Linked DNA regions of Mus musculus: regions 1, 2, 4 and 5 are each linked to region 3. A link is a contact called in public HiChIP or PLAC-seq and promoter capture Hi-C data. All regions are on one chromosome and are shown on one strand. Each heading gives the region's core, a stretch centred on a gene start, on an enhancer-like site or on the middle of the called end of the contact. The rest is flanking DNA. Distances are from core to core; before and after follow the strand shown. Region 1 overlaps Ndufv3 (NADH:ubiquinone oxidoreductase core subunit V3). Region 2 holds the start of Tff1 (trefoil factor 1). Region 3 holds the start of Slc37a1 (solute carrier family 37 (glycerol-3-phosphate transporter), member 1). Region 4 overlaps Abcg1 (ATP binding cassette subfamily G member 1). Region 5 overlaps Abcg1 (ATP binding cassette subfamily G member 1).

Region 1 (5,132 bases), core at 902-3,401, 240 kb after region 3:
AAGGTCCTGGGCTCAGTTTCCAACACTGCAGAAACAAAAACTTGCCTCCCCTCCATCCCTAGCCCTCTTTGCTGGCAGCTGAGGCTCACAAAGTGTCCATGCCCAAAGCTCCTTGCTTACAGGTGGGCTCTTATTGATAGAGTTTATAACCCACCCAGCTCCCATCAGTTTTCACCGGCCCTGCCATAACTGTGTACTCCGTGGCTTTGAAGGTATACCTTCCACACACTGAAGATTGTCAGCTCACCGAGGAAGAGAAGATGCCATCCTTTTGTCCTTCCTGCTTGCTTGCCTGCCTTCCTTCCTTCCTTCCTTCCTTCCTTCCTTTCTTGAAATTAAATGAAGAGAAACAGCTTTTGGATTTGGAATAGCGAACCATGTATTTAAGTTGGTGGGGTGTTTGTTTCTGTGTCGTGCAGTGTGAGTAGAACTGAGGCAGGAAGCCTCACGATTCCCAGGGATCCAGGAAGATATCCGCACAGACTTGCCTTGCGGCTACGCTGCATTGCTTGTCTCCTGCCTTGTTGCATTTGAGTTGCAGAAGAGCCCGTCCTTTTGCTTTAGTCCCATGCTTTGAGTTTTAAGATTTTCAATTACTTAGGTACATAGATTTAATTTTTTCTCATTTAAGATAAAAGGAGAAATTACTATTTTTTTTCCTATGGTTTGGAAGGTAACAATTTTCAAAAAGTTAAAATGGCAAAGCTACAGCTCTTTCTGGGTTTGTGTGCCCATTTTCACCAATATTGTAACACTCAGGTTTTTCTCATATCTGCACATGCTTATTTCTATCACAGACAGACATCCAAAAGAATGTGATTTCTCTCCTGTGTCCATCTGTAATTCCAGATCCTTCCAAATGCACAGTGTGAACCCAGGGCTTAAAAATACAAAAAGGACGGGCAAGGTGCTCCGATCCTGTATAAGAAACGAAGCAGCCTTGTCCTGTCCCCTATCTGAGAGGTTAGACTCTGCCATCTTATTAACAACAACAACAAAAAGCAGAGAGTCTCCTGGCAGGCCTGTGCCACAATCTCGGGAAAGGTTAGCGTTTTTACAATGGCACTGCCTCCGTGTGCTTTGTGATTCTGCTCAGCCATAAGGTTCGGCATGCACTTCAGGTGACTCTTTTACATTGCCCTTGAAGATGCAGGGCTCTCAAGGTCTCCTGTCTGCTAGTTAGAAAGCTCACACACTATAAACTGGTAGTGTGGAGACTTCTGCTTCCTAAGCGCCCCAGACAGATTTGTGTGTCTGACAGCTGTCTTGTCACCTTTCTCCACAGAGCCCGAGCCGACTGACACCACCACCTACAAGAACCTGCAGCACCATGACTACAACACATACACCTTCCTGGACCTGAACCTGGACCTCTCCAAATTCAGGCTGCCACAGCCGTCTTCAGGACGAGAGTCACCTCGGCACTGAGCTCAGCTCAGGGTAGACCCCGATGTTGGTTCCCATGAATCCTTGCCTGTGAGAATAAAAGGCAGAGTCACAAAGCTCACTATGTGGTTATTTCCCCTCGCACCTCCCAGAGAATGACTTAGCGACACCCTGATTACTCGTATAGTCTACGTGGTTCTGTGGCATCCCCCAGTGGCCACAGTGAAGTGGTCACAGATTCTTCCAGGTTAGAGTCCGTAGCTCCGGGAGATGTTTAACCTCATCATCCCTAACAAGGCCAGAGGGAACGTTCTATTTCAGAGCACACTTAGGGACGGCTGTGTACCACACCCCTCTTAACTTGCCAGTCTACAGCCAGCCAGAGGGATCCGTAAAAAGAGAAACAAAGCAAAGTCGGGCTCACTCAGCCTCATACTGGTCGGCAGCAGTTTCTGCCAGGTCTGAGCCACAGCCCCAGTGAGCCGGGGAAGGCGTTACACTGATTTAAACATGACACAAAAATTGCAGGATATTTGATCACACTGTGGACCCTGAGATTTACTGGGAAAACCTGCTTTTAGTTGTGCTGTGGCTCAGCCTTAACACACACCTTTAATCCAAGAGCTTTCTGCTTGAATACTGGGAGCAGGAATAAATAAAGTCAACCATAGGCCAAGAGGCGGAGCAAACAAGCAGCTGACAGGAAGTGAGCATAGGATTAGTAAGAAAAGTACCATAGAGACTAAGGAAGTCAGGAGGACAGATAGAGAAACTCACAGGAAGTCGTTCAGTTTGAAAGGCTTTTTGAGTTGGTGTGGGAAAGGGACATGCCTTCTGGGACAGAGGAAGATGGTCAGCTGGGTGCTTTCTCTGCCTCTCTGAGCTAGCTACCTAAGCGTCTGGCTCCTGAGTCTTAATTGGTAAAATCGAATGATTGAGACGTTTAAACACGTTTTTGTTTAAAAAAAAATGTGTGTGGAGAGAAACTGGGGATAGGAGGTACACTCGTAAGACCCCCACCCTCGGTCGGTGGTACTTCACTTCGAGATGCCCCCAAATGAGACACCAAGACGCAGATCTATGCAAAAGCAAGAGGTTTATTTTCCGGCGCATGGGGTCAACCTCAATCAGTCCCTCAAGGCGAGTGACAAGAAGGTGACCCTGAATGGCTATTACAAACAGTTTTTATACTTTTTAGGGGCACAGGTTACATCAGCAAGGTTACAGTTCAAGCTTATTGGGTAAGCATATTGACCTTTAAATCTATTGGCTAGCAAACATGACACACATTTGAACTCTACCTGGGACTTTGCAGAGGGTCAGGTGACTATCAGTCAGTACATTTGGAAAATCTTTTACTCAAGAATGTTCCTGGGCTGGTGAGATGGCTCAGTGGGTAAGAGCACCCGACTGCTCTTCCGAAGGTCCAGAGTTCAAATTCCAGCAACCACATGGTGGCTCACAACCATCCGTAACAAGATCTGACTCCCTCTTCTGGTGTGTCTGAAGACAGCTACAGTGTACTTACATATAATAAATAAATAAATCTTTAAAAACAAAAAAAAAAGAATGTTGCTGTGTGTGGGTGGAGAGTAAGGGTTCCCAATAGCTAGGGAAAGTGATTGTCGCCTCAGAGACGTGGCAGGAGCCTTAGTTTAAATGCCTAATTGGCTGTTAGTACTGTGGCCTTGCATCATCCAAATAAGGACACTGCACCTTCCTGGAGTTCATGGGTACGTAGGGAGGTGGGACGGATGCAGGGTAGGGGGACAGTCTATGGGGAACCCTTGCAGGGACCCGCAGGATGGTAGAGGGCAGATTAAAGAAGCAGTCTGTGGGAAAGAGGCAAAGACAGACCACCACGAGATTGATAATGGGAATCCTAGAAAGGGGTCCTCAAGGCCTTAGCATGTGCCCAGGTGCTGAGCTAGCTAGCATTTGGACTGTCAGAAGCTGTGGACACAATTTGAGGCTAGTCCAAACCTCTGGCCTCTGGGAGAACTTAACTCACTCCTGTATTTTGTTGAAAGTGGAAAAAAAAAAACACTCTATAATTTGATTGATATTCTCACTCCCCTTCCCCCAACTATGGTGGTAGGCAGCAGTGTGGCAGAGGTGGAAAGGGTCTAGAAAGGGCATGTGAACGAAGCCAGGCGGTGGTGGCACACGGGAGGCAGAGGCAGGCGGATTTCTGAGTTCGAGGCCAGCCTGGTCTACAAAGTGAGTTCCAGGACAGCCAGGGCTATACAGAGAGACCCTGTCTCGGAAAAAAAAAAAAAAAGGGCATGTGAGCATGTGAAGGTTTGAGATTCTGTCCCCCCTCTGGGTGAAGACTTACACAGTAAAAGACACTTAAAGCTCCTGCTAGTCTTGGTGCCGAATGGGATATGGAAGAAGGATGAAGCCGGCACCAGCAATGATCAGGATACTGCCATGCTCAAGAAGTGGGTGGTGAAGTTGAAGCCCAAGACAGCCATAGTTCAACCACCATCTTGAAAGCCAGTCCAGGCCATGGTCTCTCCAACCTCATGCTCATGCTGACATGGGAGAGCCCCAGTGAACAGAGAGGCACTTGCGGCTAAGCCTGATTACTTGAATTCAAGCCCCAGGGCCCACCACATAGGATAGAACTGATTCGCACATGTTACCCTCTTACTTCAATTCATGGCCATGGCATGTGCATATCCACATACATACATATACATTATATGCGCGTACATATTAAATAAGCATCATTGGGCTTACACACACACGTGTAAATACCTATACTAACAAGTACGTATAACACACACACACACACACACACACACACACACACACCACAAAATACAAACACCATAAACATCACCAACAAAACCCAGAGGAAGGTGGCACAAAAGGCCGAGCCTTTGGGAGGCTCAGACCATGACAATTCCTATAAGGGAAGCCCCAGAGAGTTCTCTTCCTTGCCACTGTGTGAAGATGCAGTTAGCAAGCACCATTCAATCAAGTACTAGATCACTTTGAAATGACTCCAAACACCATTGGCTACCTGAGTGTTGTATGCCGGCCTGCGGCCTACATGAACCGGGTACACCTGGGGGGCAGGCTGGGGCTGAAAGAAACTTAGACGGCGAGAAAAGAACGAGGCCAAGAAGGCCCACGAGTTTACTTAGAGATTGTGCTTATAAGGGGGAAGGCCCACCCCCCCCCCCAACCAGTCCACTCTTGGTGCCTGGAGCTGAAAGAAAGATAAAATTTCAAGACCTGTAAGTCATGTAACGTACTCAGAAATTGCTGGTTGTTTGTGAGCCTAGAGGCTGCCTGGGGCTGAGAAAAAAGAAAAACAAACCTGGGTATGCCCCATAGTTAAAACATTCCTGGGAACATCTTGACCATAAGATAAAGGGGAATGTGAAGACATAACAGGGCTATCTGAACTGAATCAACAACTCACAGAACTCTGACACCCTGCACGTACATGTAATTTTTCTGCTGATGTTTGAATAAGCCAATAGTGTGTTGCTGTGCTGAATTCCATACCCCTAAGCCCCTTACCCCATAAAAACCCCTAGCTTTCGAGCCTCGTGGCCGACACCCGTTATCTCCTGTGTGGGATGCATGTCGGTCCGGAGCTCCGTAATTAAACGACCTCATGTAATTACATCAAGATGGTCCTTCGTGATTTTTTTGAGTGCACGCCGAATCGGGAATGGAGGGGGGGTTTCCCCACTAGGTTCTATCAGAGCCATTCTGTCAGCACTCTG
Region 2 (4,399 bases), core at 410-2,909, 130 kb before region 3:
CTCGAGATGGGCTGAGGACGTCAAGACTGAAAGGGAGGGGAAAGGTCCCTGTAGAGAAGGCTGAGCATTTACAGTAGGTGTCCCAAGAACGTATCAGGGTCCAGAAGCCTGGGGGCATTCATCAGGGGTTGCCTCTAGGACTCTTTCCTAGCGTGAGGATCTCCTGAAACATTCTTGAAGAACGGACTCTTATCTTTCAAGATAAGATCGGGACCTGTCATCTACTTGCTGGTGACCTGTGGGGCGGGGGTGCTGGCCTCTAATATAAAGCTAAGATGAGCACTGGCCACAGCACAGGACAATAAGGGGTCACAAGGAGCCCTTTAGGCCGTGGAGAATCAGTAGCCAGAAGAAGAAGGGATGTTGCTGTTCCCCTGTGGCTTCCAGCTCCCTTTCCCAGCAGGACTTAAAGATGGCTGTCCTGCCTGCACCTGTGTGGTCATCTGAGGAAGTTACTGAAAGCAAGCTCCCTTCAGGAGAGGTGCAGGCAGCCACCATATCCTATAGGATATGTCTACGTATCTACAGATAGACCTCTATGGAAACAAGGTCACCATGTGACCCAGAAACAGGTGTTGAGCCCTGGTCCAGGAAATGGGGCAGAGGAAAGCATGGTGGCTGGTACTGGGGTATGGGTGGGGGCCTGGAGAGAGCACGGAGCAGCTGTTGAATGCACCCCCCTCCCTTCACCTTCTACTCCAAAGCCATTTACTTCTCCCTCAGAGTCCCCTGGCTGGCTCCTTGTCCTCTGTCACAGACTGGTGCAGAGGGGCCTAGGCAGTTATAAGGTCCCTTTCTCCTCCCCACTCTCCCAACTACCTCCTCCCACTCAAGGGACATCAGTGATGCTGGAAAAGGGTAAGCAGAGCATTCTTCACTCTTCTCTAATGCTCCTCAGCCTGGAAACTTCCCTGTTCCCTCTTCCTTAGCACTGTGTCTGAGAACGAAGCTCTTCACAGCCGGGCAAAGCTCAGCTTACACACAGCCGCTGCCACAAGCCACTGATACCCACGAGGGCAGAAGCTGTCCCCATCCTACCGGCAAAGGTCCTAGGTCACATGGCCTTCCACTCCAAGGAGGGATGAAGGCTAGGGAGATAACACAGGGGTCCAGGAGGGGTTTGGCTCCCAGACCTGGGTGCATCCTAAGGGTCCAAGGGCCCAGGATCTGGAAGGATCTCTTGAAGGCCCAGTCCCAGCACAAGTACTTGGGCAGGGCTGCCTGCCCGGGAGCGGTGGGCTGAAAGTCACGTTTGGAGATGAGGCTCTAAGATCAGTATAAGATCAGTTCACATCAACAAAGGGGAGCCCAGCTGAAGAAGCTTCATTCTCCCTGCATCCTCATAGGTCCTAGGGCCCTGCCCGCTGCTCCATCTATCCCAGTTCTTGTGTTCTTGTAAATGGTAACAGCCTTCAAGAGCCCAGACCATTGGCTGCATAGGGAAAGGCTAGAACTAAGTACCCGATCACAATAGGCTCTGGGACCCAGCGTCTGTCAGCCATGGTCAGTGGGAAACAAGAGGTCTTGTCTTACCTTCCTGGGCCTGGGCCTGGGCCTGGGCCTGGGCAAGGCTGCCGAAGGCCAGCATGAGGACCACAGCGAGGACACAGATCACCTTGTGCTCCATGGCAGCTTCACGGGAAGACCACGAGTGATGGATGAGCTTGCACCACGTTCTTGACTTTATACCACCGGTCTATTTGCTTAGAGTGAGCGAGCATTTGCCAAAGGAGGGTCCATGCTGGGTAAGATTACAAGGTGTTTCTGAGATGCAGTCACAGGCTGAGAGTGCACTGATAGGGAAGGCTAGTCCCTCTCGTAAGATACACTAGGCAACCTGAGTACCTCCCTTGACATGACCTTCATCCAGTCCCGAGTGGTATTAGAAAAACCCTCCAGCTGGGCTTACACTGCCTGCTCAGACAGAGCTGATTCATAGCGAGAGACCACAGACAGGGCCTGTTGCATCAGCAGTGTTCAGCGAGTGATCTGAAGCTGGTGAGCCCCCATTTGCAGGCCCTATGCTTCCAAAGTGTATAATGTCATCGACTTGGAGGATCTGGGTTACCCGGTGGTGGGAAGTGTGTGGCTGGACAAGATGACAGGGACACATAATGGGTTCCCTGATGGCCTGCTCCTCTCCTCTGCTGGAATGAACCTGTAGGGTGCATCTTTGCATCATTTGCTTCATCCTTACACATGCCTATATGACCAAGTTGCTCTTTGGTCCCTTACTGAGGAAATATACTCAACGGGAGTCTGCCCCACTGACAGCTTGGGCCCTGAAAACCTGCAAGAGCTCAGAGTCCTCACTGATGTCTGTACGTGCATCTTGACCAGCTCACCTAAGCGATTCCTTCTTTATTTTTCTATTTGAGATGAGACCAGGGACATTCTGGGTGCTGTGGCCATAGACTATTCCCTATTTGCAGTGGGGTCCTTTTAGAAAAGTAAAAGAAAAAGGGAAGGAAAGCCAATCAGGTAGAGCTGAGCGGAAAACAGACACAATGGGCTCACCCTGCCTGGCACCTGCTGTTCCCTGTCCTCTGCCTCCATGCCCCCCAAAGGCATTCTGCCTCCTGGGTCATAGTCTCTGAGAGGATGCCCTGCACCTAGCCTCTGACTCACTCTCCACCTCTGCCTTCATTATTGATCTCATGATATAGCCCAAGCAGCCACTCTGTTGTATCTGCTCATTGTTTGTAACCCTCACCTAGACTGCAAGTTTCTTGAGAGCAGAGACTTTGTTTCATTTTGGGAGTGGCCCAGCTCCAAGACCACACAGCTTCAATGGGTGTCAGCAGTAGTTGTGAACACCTGAATGAATGAATGAATGGATGGATGGAATGAATGAATGAATGATTAATGAGCTACAGCAGAAGTGCTTTTCCTTAGTGATAGATTAAGGGTCCTGCATGCGAGCCTGGAAGAGAACCTAAGTAAACCCCAGAGGCCCTCCAGGACGTGGATCAGAGTAGAAGCATCACCCTCTCTTCCCCTCAGCTCCTGCTTAAGCAGGATCATAGGAGAGGGCCTGACAGGCAGAACTGGGGGCCTTTCACAGAGAAGGCTGAGTTCGTCACACACAGGGATGTGAAGCGTCCTTGGTTCACAGTGCTAACATGGAAAGCAGAGTGGAAACAATGTAACAGTGGGAGAAATAGGAGAAGAGGCTTGTGGAGGCTAAGCCATAAGGAGCACAGCCCACCAGTTCAACTGGCTCACGATTTGTGTCGACCTCAGATAAACATCCACACACATGGAGAAACAAGAAGAGTTCCGCTAGCTGCTTGTGATAGGGAGAGGGGAAGATGAGGAAGAGGCGAGGAGGCTCCTAAGGGCACATTAACAAAAGAAAGGGGAAAGGCTTGAAGTATATGGAATGTCACTTTTGTGTATAGTAGGGGCCTCTCTGCATGCAGAAAGTATTGAGCGAGTCCCTAAAATAGATGGGAAAGGAACGGACCACAAGGAGACATATTTGGAACATGGTCAAATGAAGAGTTCACCTAAGACTGGATGCTCTAACATGTCAAATACTGGCCACGCCAGAACAGCTCCCAGACCAAATGCATGCAAACACAGATGGGAAGGAAAGGGCCCAGCCTCAGCACACTGCTCACAGAGGAAGGAGGAAATGGAGACATTGGAGGGATACAGAAACCCTCCTTAGTCCTGCCGGGCTGTGATTTGCTGAAGAAAATAACAAATCAAGTCTTCAGAGGCCCACAAGAGCCAGTGCCGTTCGCTGGGGTGGATCTGGAGGGGTGCCCAGTGAACCACCTTCTGCATAGATACCTGGCTCCTTTTTTCAAGTCTGACTTCTTTTGAGAAAAGCTGAGGAGATGGATCCCTGAGCCTCTGGCTTTGCCCTTGGGGTAGGCAGTGGAGTGGCTGAAGCTGCTCTTTCAGGGACAGCAAGTGAGGGCTCCATTTCTCCAGTGTAGAGTCACTATGGAAGACAATAGTGGACCTACTAAATACAAACCAGGCTTTTAACATGTCGGTGGCCCCAGGGGAGAATGCAGGGCTGAAATGACAGACCAACCATGGTCGGGGAACCTGTGCAGTGGCTCACCAGCTTTGGGGTTGAGTTTTCCTACTTGAAAAGCAGCAAGTAGTCAGGTAGAGATGTAGACCACTGTTGCCACTATAAAAACATCAAGGAAACTCAAGACCCTAGAAGTACAACTGCCTCGTGACCCAGCTACCCACTATGAGGTATGTGTCCAAAAAGAAGCCAGTATGTGAAGGGGCATTGCACGCTGAAGTGAGGAGGAGGGGAGACTTGGAGCCACAGGTGGGGGTGTCAGAGTGCAAGCTGAGATTTGAACCCTAGAAACCTTGCTACCCCTTCCAGAAGTGGAGTAGCCTTTCTCTAAGAAGGTCTCCAGACAAC
Region 3 (5,132 bases), core at 2,179-4,678:
CACAAATCTCCACTTCAAAATGTATTAAAAGTTTTACCCACACGCATCTTGCCTCAACACATTTGAGTGTTTCTTATAACCATATAAAGATCCATCTGAAATATATATTATGAAACATTAACTTGCTTATATGCTAGCGGAAAATAAATTAATGCGCAATATACATTAGTGTTCTACTGTATTAAATAATTTTATGTACTGTCCAAGAAGTAGCTTAATGAGAATATTAGCTTTGGGTGTTGATGGTGGAGACATACTCCTTCTTCTTGATGCCTTGAGATGACAGCTCTTCATTTTTGGTTTATAAGACCAAAGTGCTATACTATCAGGGCATAGATTGCATTTTAGTATTTTATCTTCAATTATTCCTGAGAGTGGGTATTAGAATTAGAATAATAGAGAAGTAACTAATAGAAGCCAGTAGTCCAATGATAATAAAGGGGTGTTCTATGGGTTGACCTCCGATTCAGGTTAGGATAAGTAGATTTGCTACTAAAACTCAATATAAGGTTTGAGTGATTGGCAGAAGATTATGATGCATGGTTTAGAAGTATGTGGGAAGGGTAGGAAAGCTAGGACTAGGATTGATAAAATTAGGGCTAGTACTCCTCCTACTTTGTTGGGGATGGAGCACAGGATGGCATAAGCAAATAAGGGATATCATTCTGGCTTGATGTGGGGTGGGGTGTGGAGTGGGTTAGCTGGTGTATAATTGTCAGGATCTCCAGGGTCTTCTCTGGGAAGAACAGGACTAAGATTATTTTTAAAAATAGGATTATAGCCAGGCGTGGTGGCGCACGCCTTTAATTCCAGCACTCGGGAGGCAGAGGCAGGCAGATTTCTGAGTTCAAGGCCAGCCTGGTCTACAAAGTGAGCTCCAGGACAGCCAGGGCTATACAGAGAAACCCTGTCTCGAAAAAACAAAACAACCCCCCCCCAAATAAAACCCCAAAAATAGGATTATAACAAATATGCCTAAAATGTCTTTAATTGTCTAGTATGGGTGGAATGGAATTTGTCTGCGGCTGAGTTTAGGCCTGTTGGGTTATTTGAACCTGTCTCATAGAGGAACAAGAGGTGAACGACTCCTAGGGCTGTAATAATGAATGGTAAAATCAAGTGTAATACGAAGAAGCCTGTTAAGATAGCTTTGTCTACTTTGTCTACTGAAAGTCCTCCTCAGATTCATTCAACTAGGGTATTTCCGATGTGTGGGATGGCTGAAAGTCAAGTGTGTAATTACTGCTGTTCCTCAGAGGGATATCTGTCCTCGTGGAAGTACATAGCCTGCAAATGCAGTGGCTATGACCAAAAATAACAGGATCGCTCCGATGTGTCATGTTTCTAGGAAAGTGTAGGTATATCCACAGCATATACCTCGTCCTATGTGAAGGAATAAGCAAATGTAATCTTACTTAACTAAGATTCTAAGATTGGCATTTTCAGCAAATGCTCTCTCTACACAGGCCATCAGACTCCTTCTGGCTGACTCCAGTATCTGTGCGAAAATTGTCATTTTGGTTTTTCTTTATTTGTGGAAGAAAAAAAAATCCCATAACTGTTTCACTGTCTTAAGCGAGGTTTTTCTAGCTGGGCAGTGGTGGCGCAGGCCTTTAATCCCAGCACTTGGGAGGCAGAGGCAGGCGGATTTCTGAGCTCGAGGCCAGCCTGGTCTACAGAGTGAGTCCCAGGGCTACACAGAGAAGCCCTGTTTTGAAAAATGAAAAACGAGAGAAAGAGAGAGAGATCCTGCGCCCCCTAGAGTCTGGGAGGTAAACTGGCCTCACTAGGTTATTTTTAAACAGAATCTAGAGACGATATCTCAAATTCTTTCTATTTCAACAATTCTCAAAGTCTGAGCTCACTCAAAAACCACAGACTCAGAAAAGAAATCCTAACTAACTAATGTGGAAAGTCTCGTTCTTGGGAACTGAAAAACCCGGAAGTTTTTCTGAGGCTCTTCGGCTGAGCAATTGGCCTCAGGGTCCTGTCTCAGCTTCCTCGGGAGGCTGTGTTCTCTGTTGTAAGGAAAGGCCTTCTAAAAGTGGTCAATCAAGTTGGGGAGCTCAAATTTTACTTTGGCTGGGGTAGTTTGGGGCAGCTACAGAAAACAAAACAAAACCACGGAACACAGGCATAAGGGCAAGGGACTCTTGAGCAAGCTTGGTGATGGCAGGCCTGAGAACTAGTGACATGGGGAGGAGGCGCCTAGAGTAGATGTAAGCGTCCACTTGAGTTGCTGCCTACAAGGAATGGAGAGTTAGGGAGGAAAAAAAGGGGGGTGGGGTGGGAAACATCTAGCCAAAGGAACAGGGTAGAGTGGCCAGAGTTCCCCGGCCACTTCTATATGAGATGTGGGTGCAGGTGGCTCAAACAGGAAGTCAACTTTGCTTGTAGGGTACAGAACACTTCTCAAAAGCCTGTAGATAGAAGTATGGCTGGGCCTTCCCCAATTCAGCAGACTGCGTTCGCGCTTGTGGCGCGGGTGGGCTGTGGGGAGGAGAGTGAAGCTGTGGGCCGCCTGTACACCAACCAGTCTGAAGAGGGCGCTAGTTACCCCCGCCAAACACTCCTCACCCTCGCCCTGGCTCTCTCTGTTCATGCATCGGGTTGGTTTTGGTTTAGGCACGGTTTTACCCAGTGGGTGTTCCTAGGAAGTTGTTTTCCTGCCTGGTTTTGCTGTTCCAGGCAGGTGCTGATCTGCGGCAGGGGGCTGAGCGGCAGGACTGGCTTTGGATGCCAGGCCAGGCCGACACGTGGAGGCGTGAGGCAGATGCCCTTTAGAAAAGTAATCAGGCCCTTCCCGGACTTTCCAGGATCAATTCTTGGCAGGAGGTGTGGGGTTTGAAAGATAATTATCCGGAATTGACCAGGAAGCTGTGTGCCAGGGCACTTCTCATGACCGGGGTGGCTGGCCTTCAGGACTTAACCATGCAAGCCATTTATCACACTGACACAGGTGCGGTACCAGGCGTGTGCCAGCTCCATTTGTAGCATACCGGATGCTCTTGACTCTTGACACTTGATGTGGTAGGCCGAGAGAGGCCATCCTCAGTCCAGGACTCCGAGGGAGCAAATCTTTACCTCGGAACTTGTCTATGTCGCTGGCATTAGTAAGGTCCGCCTCGGGGACAAAAGCCTGGTGGTGGTGAGGTCCCCTAGGAGCTAGCGTTTGGCTGCTGGGCACCATGCCAGTAAGAGCCCGGCGTCCTGCGGGGCCTAGGAGAGCATGACAGGCAGGTGTGGGGACCCAGGAACAGCTAGAGGATGCTCCAGCTGAGCATCTCCGGGCTGTGTGCGATCTGAGCATCCCTTGGGCGCGCGCGGGGCCGGGGTCAGGGGGCGCGCGGGAGAGGGAGGAGCCGCACAGGGTCGGCGTTCACAGGGCCGGGAAAGTGAAAGGGCGGCCGCTCCAGGAAGTCGACGGCAGGAAGCACGCGACGCGGGCTGCGGAGCGCAGGTAGGCGCGGGGACAACGGAGGACCCTCCCCAGCGGCGCTCACCTGCCAGCCGCCACGCACCTGCCGTGGGCCCCGCTTCGGCCTCTCCGCCGTTTGTCTCCCTCTGCTGTGTGGCTGGAGAGCCGGGGACAAACCAAGCGCTTTTCCTAGAGTGGGACGTCTTTGAAGTAAGGGCTCCTAGAGTGGCCTTGAGAGACAGTGCGGGGGCGATCCGGTGCTGGTGACGTTGAATTCCCGGGGAAAGTGGAAGCAAAAGGTTCCCTGAGACCCGGGGGCTGGGGTCGCCTAGCTGTGATGCTGGGTCCCCTCCCGGCCCCAGGCCGCGAGTGACAGCTGTGAGAAGACGCCTGCCGGAGACCCAGCGCTTTGTCTGCTGCCGCTCGTAGGGGACGTGGGCGTGCCTGTAGCCTTCACCACCCGGCCAAGCGGCTGTAGGACCTGGGAGGAGGAGCCGGCTCGCAAAGCCCTTGGGAAAGCTCTCAGCCAGCACCCTGGGCTCCGGTTGTTTGTTTGCTAAAAGAACTGCTTCCCGGAGCCCGGGCTCTGTGGCCAACGCAGTGACAGCCACCGTCTGGGCGGTAATAAAGGGTTTAAACCACCGGAAAAGTCCCCCAGCTCCGCGCACTTAGGGTCCACCCAAGGATCTTGGTGGCCCGCAGGTAAAGATTTGCATTTGAACGGAAGACCCTCCCCTTGCTCTTGGTTTAAATTCTTAAGGTGCTTTTTCCTGGTCTTTAGAGCTCTCTGCACCTGCCTGCCTCCCTACCTGCCTTCTCGCCCTGGAACTTAAATTGCGTGAAGTTGGGCGAGTTGGTAAATATATTATTCGGCTTTACACAGAATTCCCTCTTTTGGGGGTCCTGTTTGCACCCTGAGTTCCTGGGAGTATTGTTACAGGTCTGGTTCGGTGGAGAACACCCGGGGTGCGTTGTTTGCTGTGAGTGGGCTAAGAGCTATGGTGGATAGAATTCTGACTCCTTGTATTTAAGCTCAGGACAAGTGAAAATAACAGTTTCTGTTTATCTCCCACGGCCAATGGAGCCTTTAAACGCTTAGAAAGGGCTCGATTAGAGGAGTTAGTGTTTGTCTTGGTTTAAAACAAAACTCTTGAAGCTTTTGGAGGGAGTTTGGTTCCCAGGTTTGCCCTTTTATAAAGTGCCATCATTTTGACAGGTTGCCTTAGGCTGCCTTGATGTTGCCTGTGTGCTAAAGACTGGAAAACCCCCCTTGGGGCATTGCTCTTGCTTTTGCTAACTCCCACCCACTCCTGAGTCTCCTTGAAGGGTTGATGGGTTCTGGGTAGCTCAGAGCCCGGTAGCTGGGAGGATCGTGGGTGTGTCTGTCCGTCCCTCAACTCTTGCTTGGCTGGGCTCTCTGTGTGCTCCTGAGCCTGGTCGGGTGCTGCCTCACCATGGAAAAACTCCTAATTGCTCTCCTTTCCCTGTCCAATGATCACACTGCCTTCCTGTCCTTTTCTCTAATGGGCTGAAATTCACTGGGAGTTTCTAAGAGGTGACATTTAAAAACTACTTTAACTACTTTCCTTGGGCTAGATGCCAAGGCCTGTCAGCAGAGCCACGTGCTCCCCTTCCGTTCAGGGATAGGCAGGAGGAAGTGTACTTGTGCCTGAGAAGGCATGCCCCACCCCCACTCCCACCCCCTAGGAAAATG
Region 4 (5,055 bases), core at 311-2,810, 180 kb before region 3:
GAGAAGAGGCTGGGACATCCCAATCCCAAATCAGGCCAGTGGAAGAGTATCTGTCACCCCATGTTGACCTTTCACCTCAATGTGGCCTGTGCACCCTTGCCAGTCCCATGTAGACATCAGAACCATGCTTTCCATAGATGGCTTTATCCCCTAATGTTGACACCACCCCCCATCTCACCTTCTCAGACCTTCCCCCTAGAGGACCCCAGAGGATGTATCTGACTAGATACTGGATGCTCTTTAGCTCATTTATGAACAACACACACATACAACAAGCATGGCACAGCCACACCTTAGAGTCTTTCCTGCAGAGCCTGGCCTTTGGGAGCTGCCACTTGCAGCCTGCTGGGTGTTGTCCTTAGCTCTCAGGGGACAGCAGGACCCCAGAAGAGGGATCCACTAGATGGGCCCCCATGGGGTCCTCAAAACCCATCTCTGGCATTTGGTGTCACAGCAGGTTGATGACTCATATTTGCCTCTAGGTGGGATCCCCCAGAGAGGTGGCCCTACCCAATTATCAGCTCCAGGTACAGCTATAAACTGCTCACTAAGACTCCTCAGAGACCACTCCCAGAAAATATTGGCCTCTGCCCTCAGGAAATGCCGTTGATTTCGTTCAGCATCCTTTCTCAGCTGGGGTCTCAGGGCCTCTCTTCAGGAGATTAACTTTTGGCCCCGCCAAGGAACATTCTTGGTCACCATCTTGGACATCTTGGCCAGCCCAGGAAGACTCTAGCCCTTTGACACACTTCCTTTCCAGCCACTGGGATATCCTCAGGGTCACCTGAGTGGGTGAGATAGCCCTCCCCCCTTGCAGTGAATGCCTTTCATGTCCCGCTGCATCTCACTCCAGGTTGCGACATTTGTGGGTCCCGTGACAGCCATCCCCGTCCTGCTCTTCTCCGGATTCTTTGTCAGCTTTGACACCATCCCAGCCTACCTGCAGTGGATGTCCTACATCTCCTATGTCAGGTACCTTCAGGGCGGTAGCGGCAGAGGTGTGGGGGCGGAGGGGGTGGGTCCAAGAACTGAGCATTAATGGAGCTAAATCGGCATCCAAGGATCTTCCTCTATGTCTCCCTTAGTTTTGTGCCTCTCCAGTGCACACAAGCACATATAGCCTCATACCCTGGAGATGCTATGACATGCCCTCCTATTCTGGGTGTTCCCAAGGGAGCGTCTGTATTTTATGGGAAAAGTGCCACAATGAGATCCTGATTATAAAACCTGAACCAAGCACCTGGCGCACAGCATGCTCTCTCTCAAACACCCCAGTGCCTTCCAACAAGGATTTTTTTGACAACCTGGGTCCAGGGTCTACCAGAGTCTCTGCCCCTCTGCTGAGTGACTCTGCACACTGGGCATTCTCTGGGCAGTCGATGTCTGCCCCTAGTCCTTGGCCTGTGTCCTCACCCCGACCCTCAGCTGCAGTCACAAAGGTCCACGCTGGGAACAAGTGTTTCCAAGAGTGTCAGCTTAGCCCCCACTACATTGTTTAGGAGAACAAGACAGACACAAAGCCAGTTGTGCAGAGTTTCAGCTGCCTGTCTGCTTGCCAATCCTGGGAAACCGGACACCAGCGCCTTTCATCTGAAGATCCCTCCTTTTGTTCTGCAAAACAAGGCTGGTCCAAAGAGGCTTTATTTAAATGCTCCAGTGTTCTTGCCAGGATATCCAAACCCATAACAGGTCCTAACCATGAAAAGGTGTGCAGGCTCAGAAGGAAGCCAAATATGTTATTTATTTATTTATCGCCCCAGTGGCTTAAGCGGGGTGCATTCCAGTTTGCATTTTCTCTGGTGGCCTTGAAAGAAGCAGGATTGTGAACAAAGGTAGGAGGCTGGTCCAGGGCTGACTCAGGACTAGCAGCCATAGTAAAGTCAGGAAGAGGTGCAGGGGAGGGGCCTCTGATCATGGAGAGCCAGCCTAGTGACCTTCAGCCAGGCCTGCCCTTCACACCTGGCGCTCCTCCTCTCCCTAGATACGGCTTTGAGGGGGTCATCCTGTCCATCTACGGCTTGGACCGAGAAGACCTGCACTGCGACATCGCGGAGACATGCCACTTCCAGAAGTCAGAGGCCATCCTGCGGGAGCTGGACGTGGAGAATGCGAAGCTGTACCTGGATTTCATCGTCCTGGGCATCTTCTTCATCTCCCTGCGGCTCATCGCCTATTTCGTCCTCAGATACAAAATCCGGGCTGAGAGGTAAAAACCGCCTCCAAGCCAGCAACGAGGCAAAGCAGACATTGTGACCAAGGGCACTGCTGGGAGGTAGCAGCGCACCTGCTCCTGGTGACACAGACTCTCCCAACCCAACCTGGAGGCCACGCAAGTCTGACGATGACCAGTGTTGAGCGCCTCTGCCCGCCGGGTTGAAACTGTTCGTTTCCTTTTCTAACTAGGAAGATGTAGGACGGTTGGGTTTTTTTTTTCTTTTTTTTTTTTTTTTTTTTTAGATGTGGGATTCAAAATACAACTGGCATAGAATGCCATCCTGTGCTCCAGCTGGGGACAGTGGCTTCCTCCCGGAGTCCAGGACACACTGGCCCCGGATGAGGAGTGTTAGCCGAGTTGGTCCCCAGAGAGGTGGATATCTTGGGGAGAAGGTCCACACCTAGCGGGCGCAGAGGCCACCTGAGGACCATCTTCTCTTAAGGTCTCAGCCTTCTAAAGTTCCTCTCATTTCTGATGAAGTCACTTTCCGAGCCAAAGTCGATAAATTTCATTCACTTCGAGAGATTGTATCTTTTTAGTACTTCTTGAGGGACTTATTCAGGGTAAAAGATGTGTTTTGCTTAGAAACAGAAGAGTCCAACCGAGTCACCAAGGAGGCCTCACAAATAAAACCAGAGAAGGTCAAATGCAGGCTCCGGGTGAGGGAGACACCACACCAGCTGCGCTGGGGCAGCAGGGACTAACGCAACGCAATGCAACGCAATGCAGACAGTGCTGGGGTACTTGGCAGGCTCCTCCCAGACTTCCTTTCTCATGTGCTTCTTAGCTTAAAACTCTTCCTAGTTTTCCAGCCACTTTCATTTTGCCCAAGAAATACTCGATCCACCTTGTGGATGTTTAAAGACCCATTTCCCCTTTCTTCATGAATCACATTAACTACCTCCACCGAGCCTGGGAAGCCGGCCTGGGGACATATCGGGTGTATCCCTCCAACTTGAGGGGAGCCGTGGGGTGTCAAGGATGGGCAGGCCGGCTGAGTGGAAGGGGAGGTGCCATGGATGTCCCCGTTAAGAAAATGCAGCTGCTCGCCTCTTCCAGAGCACCACCATCTAAGGTCAGCCTCCTACAAAAGTCTCTATTTTTGAGGGTAGGTCAGTTTAACCCCTGTGAGCCTCAGTTTCCCCACCTGTAAGTAATTGCACTAGATCATGTCTTGACAGGTCCTGAGATTCCTCGGCTGTGGCCTTGATGCTTTCGTATCTTATCTGTAGAGAATGATAAGGGTCCGAATTTTACTTACCGCATGGATAATGTGCTTTGGAACTCTTTAGAGATTCTTTTTATTTTTTACACTCCTAGATCTTTTTTATAGAGAACACACAATTGAAATGCATATTATGATGTAATTTTCGGTTTGCTTGTTCTATACAAACACGGCCTTGCCTTCTAGACTCAGCTTTTAACCAGGGACACGATTCGCCTTTATAAAAAAAAAAAGTCTTCATTAAAAAAGAAAACACCAAAAAGGTCTTCATTTAATTTCAAGATAATTAGGCATGGCGTCCAGAGAGGAACTGGCTGCTATTAGCTGTGAAGTCTGAGCTGAAAAGAATGGGTGTTGGGTGGACAAACCTCAGTCCGGCACTTGATGGGGTTGGTGCCAAAGAACCCATTCCATCCATGTCCGCACGCATGTCTTGACATGGTGGGTCATGCCCGGCAGGCTCTGTCTCCTCGGAGAGCTGTGTGCTGTCAGTCACAGGCAGGGTGGTCCATGTTTCACTCTGGAAGGGTTCCTCAGCCTCTGGAGGGATTCTTTCCTGTCCAGGTTTCTCCTAGACCCTGAGACCTGCTTGTCACTCACCCTATGTAAGTGAGAGTGCCGTGGGATCCTTCCACGGGGCGGAGTCTGAGCTCAGGATACAAGAGCTGCCAGGCTGGTGCAGGACAGGGTATCCTGGGAAGTTGATAAAGGATGTTGACCAGAACAGGCGAGGGGTCAGAGGTCACCCAGCATTGCTCAAGCTCTGCAGACTCGAGGAAGGCTGACAGCCATCCTAGGGGACTCTGCACCCTTGTCCCTTATCCACTGTCCATAGGGGCCATGGTGTGTGGTTCTACCTTTCCCCATACATAGCCCGAATCCCAGAGATGCTGCCTGGATTTCTAGACCATTCCCTTTTCTTCTTCTTCTTCCCATTGGTCTTAGTCATGGTAGGAGATACCGGGAAGTGTGCGCCTACCTGCCACGGACGTTAAAGTCAGACTTCCCTTGCAGTTGGGTTCCCTAGAAGGTGAGTTCCTTCAGTTGAAAGGAAGGATTGCATTGGGTTTAAGGCTACACCACCTCCTCCTGTTGGCTGATAAAATAAAAGTCCTCACGTAAAAAACAACAGCCCAAGGACAGAATTTACAGGGCTTTGTCAGAGAGAGGCCTGTGGGGCCGTGTCAGATTGAGGCTCAGAAAAGGCTGAGCATAAGGGTGGGGCTGCTAGCCTCTGTCTACCCCTTTCTTTGTCCACCCCCCACCCCCACCCCCACCCCAGTCTCTCCTGCCTCCTCTTCTACCCTTTGTCCAGAGAGAGTTAAACTCTCTGGTGTTACTTCTAGGGAGTAGGGGATGAATCAGCGAATGTTGCACACAGTAGGGGCAAGAATCTTTCTTCTTCACCTGGAGGTGGAGAGAGGCACCCATTAGAACCAGAAAATGGAACATGAAGCTTAGAATTTCTGAGAAACCCAAACCCAAGGCAGGGGGCAGACAATATCTGCAAAGCAGAAAATACCCAAGTGTGCCCCTGACAACAGAAAAACAGACTGAAGGCAAACACCTTCCCTTGGGAAGTGTCTGGGCACAGTGCAATCCCTTCTGGCTTCTC
Region 5 (4,501 bases), core at 438-2,937, 220 kb before region 3:
AAGATCCGTTCTTAGAAAATGCCTCTGAGCTAAGAAAATCAGTGTTTGGATAAGTTTCCTGAGTTGGTCCAGCTCCTGCTTCTGGAACTCTGTGGAACAAGCGATCTTAGTCTCGAAGTGGGCCCACGAACCGCACAGAATAAGAGACTGACCAGGGACAAACAGCAATCCAGTTTATCAGGGTGAGCAGCCTTTATAGGTGACTGGGCTGCTAGAGAGATGAGGGCCCAGGTTTGCTTGGAGATTGCATGACACGGTGACACTTGTGGGTCACAGGGCAGAGGCAGGCGTACCTTCCAGAAGGTTCTCTGCTACTGGTAAGGGTAGAGTCCAGTCGAGAAGCAGCATGAATCTTCTGCTCTGTATCTGTCATGTGGCAACTGGTGGCTTGGCCTAGAAGCCCCTGGGCCAGGCATCCCAGCATGGATTGTGGGAGGTCTCAGTCTTATGCCTCTTCTCCCACTTTGGAGGGAGTCATGCTTATTTTCAATTACAAATAGCTAATGTTTGCTGTTTCCTTTCCCACATTGTCTCATTACCCCAGGGCTTCAATTCTCTGCCTCCAAATGTTTCAGGAGGCCTAGACCAGCGGGCGGGCGGTGTTAAGTTCTTGCTCAGGAGACAGACACTGTGGGTACCACACAAAGACCTTTTTGCCTACTGTCAGTGGAGGTGGGGAGGGAGGCAGGTTTGACCTCTACCTGGAGTCCAGAACTGTGTACTGCCTGCTGGGCACATTAAGACCTATGCTCATTCTCCAAGATGGAGTAACACACACACACACACACACACACACACAGAGAACACATAAATATGAATGAGAGAATAGTTCATTCCAGCCAACTGTCATCTACATGGCCTGGTATTGAAGGCTCTGGCCAAGTTACAGCCCCATAACGGGTTTTTATTAATTAGAGCATCCCTCCCCTCCTTCTGTGGTTCTGTGAGCATCCTACAGGCTGCTGGGACACACCGGCTCCATTGCTCACAAGTAACCCTGGCTGCTGGCTCGGTAGAGGCTGCCTGCAGGAGTTCTTAGGAATTCTCAGTGACTGGAAGGGGATGCAGCAAGGAGCGGCCTCCTCCAGTGTGCAGGTGCGGGCGGGGCAGGTGTGCGCCGTTGCGCAGGCGCAATGTGTACCTGTCTGTCACTGCCGCCCGCGCCGGGGTTACTATCGGTCAATGCTCGCTAGTAACCTCCAGCTGGCGGCAGCGGGGAGCTGCGCGATTGGCCGCGCGCGCCGGGCACTGTTGCTAAGAGGATGTTGCTGCTCTAGGGGGCTCAAGAGGTCCCGATGCTGCACCTTCCTATAAAGAGCAAAGCCCCGGGTCACATTCTCCGCTCCAGGTCCAAAAGGCACCCAGAATTGAGAGCTTCTCCAACAGGAAGACTCTGAAGCAGATGAAGCAGGACATATTACTGGATGAATATATTGATGCACATGGTTGTTTCCTATTTAAGCTTAATTGAGGAATGTGGCTGAGTGGGAGTAACATAGCAGATACCAGAATGCCGAAGCCTTCTCCGTGTGCTAGCTATGACCTTGAAGTTTTGATAGGACTTGTGTGTTTGTGTGTGTGTGTGCTAATCGAGTGCGGGTGGGTGGGTGGGTGGTGCTTCTATACTGCTGTTTAAAGTCAAAGAGCTCATAGCCCTAGGTCACACCCTTTTCCAAGAAACACTGCTGGTCTGTGACTCCTTGGAAATGATCTTATTTGCTTCCTGTTCAGATCTTCGGAAGACATAAGAGGCAGACCTTCTCTCTATGACCAGTTCTAGAAAAAGACCAGGCCGGGTTCCCAAACCCTGGAATTTTTCCTTTAAGACTGGGTCTGTGGATCCACTAAGCCAGCTGGAATCCGGAGGGCTTTCCTGCCCCAACTGAGTCACTTCATCCTGGGGACCGCTGAGATTGCACAATAATAGCTGAACTCCAGGAGAGCATTTTGTAGCATCTCTGGCTAAGTCTGTGAGCTCACAGATGTAAGAAAAGCTCGTTTTCTCTCATTTAGGTAACTGGAAGGCCCAGGACAGGACGGAACAGGAGGTGTCCTGTCATGCCCTCCCTGGGGACCAGGGCCTTCTTGAGACGCTGGCCTGATGACTCCTTTGAGCTTAATTTAGGCACTCTGTGAAGTGCTAAGCACTATCATACATATGGTCTGCTCAACCTTTGGGGCTCCTGCCCAATGCAAGGAGACCCCTTGGGGCTGGTAACTTCTCTGGCTTGCAGGGTTTTTTTTTTTTGTTTGTTTGTTTGTTTTGTTTTCTTTTTATTCCTGCTTGATTCTCCACCTCATTTTGTGATTGTAGAGTTAACACTTTTTTGCAAGAGAGACGATAGAAGCAAGCTAGAGATGGGTGGTGGGAAGTAACAGTGACACCTGACACTAAGAAACCTCTTCTGTTTCCTGGGGGGTTTGTGGGGGCAGTGGGCAGAAACCTCTGTCAAAAGAAGGAAGTGTGCATTTGTGATTACCACCGGTCCCTTTTGTGGAAGTGTCCTCAGCTCCATCTTGTGAGGGCCGGATGGAGATGTTGGTGCTTGGAGCCTCGAGCTACACAGGATTCTGAGTAGTCTGAGGAGCTTCCTGGAGAGACTAGTACTGGCCATCTGACTTTAATAATAGTCTGCAAGACATTGGAATTTCCCCAGGAATCTCAGCCTGGGAGAAGGAAAAAGCCAAGGAGGAACTTGTCCCCCAGGACTGGAGGTCACAGGCTCTGACAACTTGTTAGACCTCCTTGCAGAGGAGCCCAGAGCCCAGACAATAAAGGGTCTTGATGGGCAGACATTTGACTGTGACTACTTAGTTAATAGATACCCTTCCCTCTACTTAAACTTGAGCCTCATGTCAGCACCCCAAAGGTGGACTTGGGGGCTCTCTGGAACTCTGTTTGTCCTTTCCGATGTGGCTACATAGAGTAAGGCTCTCTTTTCAACCTTTCACTATTATTTTGTCTCTTTAATCAGCATATTAGGGGCAGGTGGCTGAGCATGGCTTGTAAGGACCACCAGGAAGGAGTGTCTGTCCCTAACAACTTCAGTACTGTGTTTCCCAGAGATTCGCCACTGCCTTTCTTTCTAAGACTTACACTTGTGTCTTCCTGGTGATGAATATCAGAATGGAATCAACCTTCATTTCAGAGTCATTGATAAACATGTCTCACTTAGCACTTGGTCCTGCCCTGTATGGGACAGGTCATAGCTGTGTCATCCCCAAGAGGCCCTCTGAGAACTCTCAGGTCACTGGGTGATGAGTTTTGCATCTTGGAGACTATTTATATTGAAGCATCGGCATTTGTGAGTGGCTGGGTGGAAATTTCCACCATTGAAACAGAGCTGGGTAAGCAACATTACACTTCAGAATCTGCCTCCTGAGAGAGGTTAATGTAGGTCATCTTGGGAGGATGTGAGACTATCAGGCCCTGTATTTCTGGCTTGTTGCTGGATCTTCATGGTCGAACACGAGAAAGCGGTACCCACTGCTCTAACTGGCAGCCACAATGGGGACAGCAGCTCTTTGGGCAGAGCAGCAGCCGTGGCACCTGAGGCCAGGTCCTGTGTGAACATCATTCTTGGGTTTGTGAATGTTTACAGTAAATTCTGTAATCTTTTCTCAAAGGGAGGGGGATAAAATAAATTAAACTACACCCTGAAGATAGTTTCAGTTTCGCTTCTCTGACTCTTAACAATGGTTCCAAGTCTGGACACCATTTAAGACCATTCCAGTAAAGGAAGAGGCCAAAGGAAGGATTGAGAGGTTGTGATTGTAGGTGTAAAACTCGCTTCTCAACTTGCCAGCAGGGCACTGCATGAGTCTTTACCTTCCCTATAAAATAAAGCGTCAGTACAGCAATAAACCATATTTTAGTGGGTCAAACAGCTTGACAACTACAAAGTGTTATGTCCCACAGGCACGACTGAATAAACAGTATTGTGTGTGACATCAGAAACCAATAATACTAGAATCAATAAAATGGATTAAAAGCCCCTTTAGTCATTCTACAAGAAAGTGTTCTGTGATACCAGGTTTTCCAAGCCAAAGAGCATGGCTGTTGGTAGATGCTGGCTTAACCTGTCCTGGGTCATGCGTGTCACTACTGCTTTTGTAACAAGATACATGTTCAAGAACGATCAAGGTCACAGGTCTGTATGTGGTAGCGTCCAAAGTGACCTGGGATGCTGCCTAAGCCTTAGATACATCTCCACTCTAACCTTACCTCAGCGAGTCCGTGTGTAATGCGTACTTCTAGAGTGGCCTCCATTGTTGGGAACAGAACACCCTTCAGCCTGCTCCTGCAGGCAGATAGATGTTCATGGCACTCAAATGAAGAGCCTTGGCCAAATGGTATCTTCAGAGTCAAGAAGGTGCAGGGACTCTTCTAGAAGGTTCTTCTAGTCATTTGGATGTTCATTCCTCAAATCAGACCCAGATAGGGATGATGATACCATATTACCTCTGTCTTAGTCAGGCTTGCTTGCTTTCTTTCTTTCTT

Evidence for each region. Promoter capture Hi-C pulls out the DNA fragments that hold promoters and counts their contacts. HiChIP or PLAC-seq counts read pairs in DNA pulled down with a chosen protein or histone mark.
Region 1: a contact with region 3 is called in an H3K27ac HiChIP or PLAC-seq map of embryonic stem cells, with 12 read pairs. The contact joins the enhancer-like site here to the promoter of Slc37a1 in region 3. A contact is called at or near these places in 2 of 39 promoter capture datasets (cranial neural crest and neural stem cells), 1 of 484 Hi-C or Micro-C datasets (CD8 T cells), 7 of 115 datasets of contacts at active chromatin or transcription factors (effector CD8 T cells, embryonic hindbrain, embryonic stem cells and 2 more) and 3 of 9 other capture datasets (adipose tissue, liver and pancreatic islet).
Region 2: a contact with region 3 is called in a promoter capture Hi-C map of stem cell-derived epiblast-like cells, with 4 times the contacts expected there. The contact joins the promoter of Tff1 here to the promoter of Slc37a1 in region 3. A contact is called at or near these places in 11 of 39 promoter capture datasets (the 3T3-L1 cell line, 3T3-L1-derived adipocytes, the HPC-7 cell line and 6 more), 1 of 15 datasets of contacts at CTCF or cohesin (large pre-B cells), 4 of 115 datasets of contacts at active chromatin or transcription factors (the HPC-7 cell line, double positive thymocytes, fibro-adipogenic progenitors and 1 more) and 3 of 9 other capture datasets (adipose tissue, liver and pancreatic islet).
Region 4: an H3K4me3 HiChIP or PLAC-seq map of embryonic stem cells shows a contact between it and region 3, with 26 read pairs. The contact joins the enhancer-like site here to the promoter of Slc37a1 in region 3. A contact is called at or near these places in 7 of 39 promoter capture datasets (the HPC-7 cell line, HPC-7-derived erythroid cells, frontonasal cranial neural crest and 4 more), 1 of 15 datasets of contacts at CTCF or cohesin (large pre-B cells), 15 of 484 Hi-C or Micro-C datasets (cerebral cortex, cortical neurons, embryonic stem cells and 4 more), 18 of 115 datasets of contacts at active chromatin or transcription factors (the HPC-7 cell line, acute myeloid leukemia, embryonic hindbrain and 7 more) and 4 of 9 other capture datasets (adipose tissue, embryonic stem cells, liver and 1 more).
Region 5: an H3K27ac HiChIP or PLAC-seq map of double positive thymocytes shows a contact between it and region 3, with 3 times the contacts expected there. The contact joins the enhancer-like site here to the promoter of Slc37a1 in region 3. A contact is called at or near these places in 4 of 39 promoter capture datasets (the HPC-7 cell line, hematopoietic stem and progenitor cells, macrophages and 1 more), 7 of 115 datasets of contacts at active chromatin or transcription factors (double positive thymocytes, embryonic stem cells, forebrain and 4 more) and 1 of 9 other capture datasets (pancreatic islet).

Annotation. Positions count from the first base shown.
Region 1 is chr17:31,529,825-31,534,956 of GRCm38.p6, forward strand. It overlaps Ndufv3 (NADH:ubiquinone oxidoreductase core subunit V3), which reads left to right. Exons shown (of 4, transcript NM_030087.2): 4 at 1,286-1,502. The coding sequence ends at 1,428. Among named protein-coding and RNA genes, the nearest start is that of Ndufv3, 12 kb to the left of the region's middle. Within about 2 kb of position 2,152, at least 16 of the 459 cell types and tissues checked have an H3K27ac peak or open chromatin away from gene starts, as enhancers often do. A contact at or near this core is called in embryonic stem cells and trophoblast stem cells, where this site is marked.
Region 2 is chr17:31,163,394-31,167,792 of GRCm38.p6, forward strand. Tff1 (trefoil factor 1) reads right to left here and starts at 1,660. Exons shown (of 3, transcript NM_009362.2): 1 at 1,534-1,660. The coding sequence starts at 1,627.
Region 3 is chr17:31,292,796-31,297,927 of GRCm38.p6, forward strand. Slc37a1 (solute carrier family 37 (glycerol-3-phosphate transporter), member 1) reads left to right here and starts at 3,429. Exons shown (of 20, transcript NM_001242427.1): 1 at 3,429-4,120. Gm30139 (a long non-coding RNA gene) reads right to left here and starts at 2,066. Exons shown (of 3, transcript XR_001782201.2): 1 at 1-2,066.
Region 4 is chr17:31,112,076-31,117,130 of GRCm38.p6, forward strand. It overlaps Abcg1 (ATP binding cassette subfamily G member 1), which reads left to right. Exons shown (of 15, transcript NM_009593.2): 14 at 854-972; 15 at 1,982-5,055. The coding sequence ends at 2,210. Among named protein-coding and RNA genes, the nearest start is that of Tff3, 15 kb to the right of the region's middle. Within about 2 kb of position 1,561, at least 45 of the 459 cell types and tissues checked have an H3K27ac peak or open chromatin away from gene starts, as enhancers often do. A contact at or near this core is called in cerebral cortex and embryonic stem cells, where this site is marked.
Region 5 is chr17:31,072,319-31,076,819 of GRCm38.p6, forward strand. The region is part of intron 2 of Abcg1 (ATP binding cassette subfamily G member 1); the gene reads left to right. Among named protein-coding and RNA genes, the nearest start is that of Abcg1, 17 kb to the left of the region's middle. Within about 2 kb of position 1,688, at least 248 of the 459 cell types and tissues checked have an H3K27ac peak or open chromatin away from gene starts, as enhancers often do. A contact at or near this core is called in the HPC-7 cell line, double positive thymocytes, embryonic stem cells and 6 more, where this site is marked.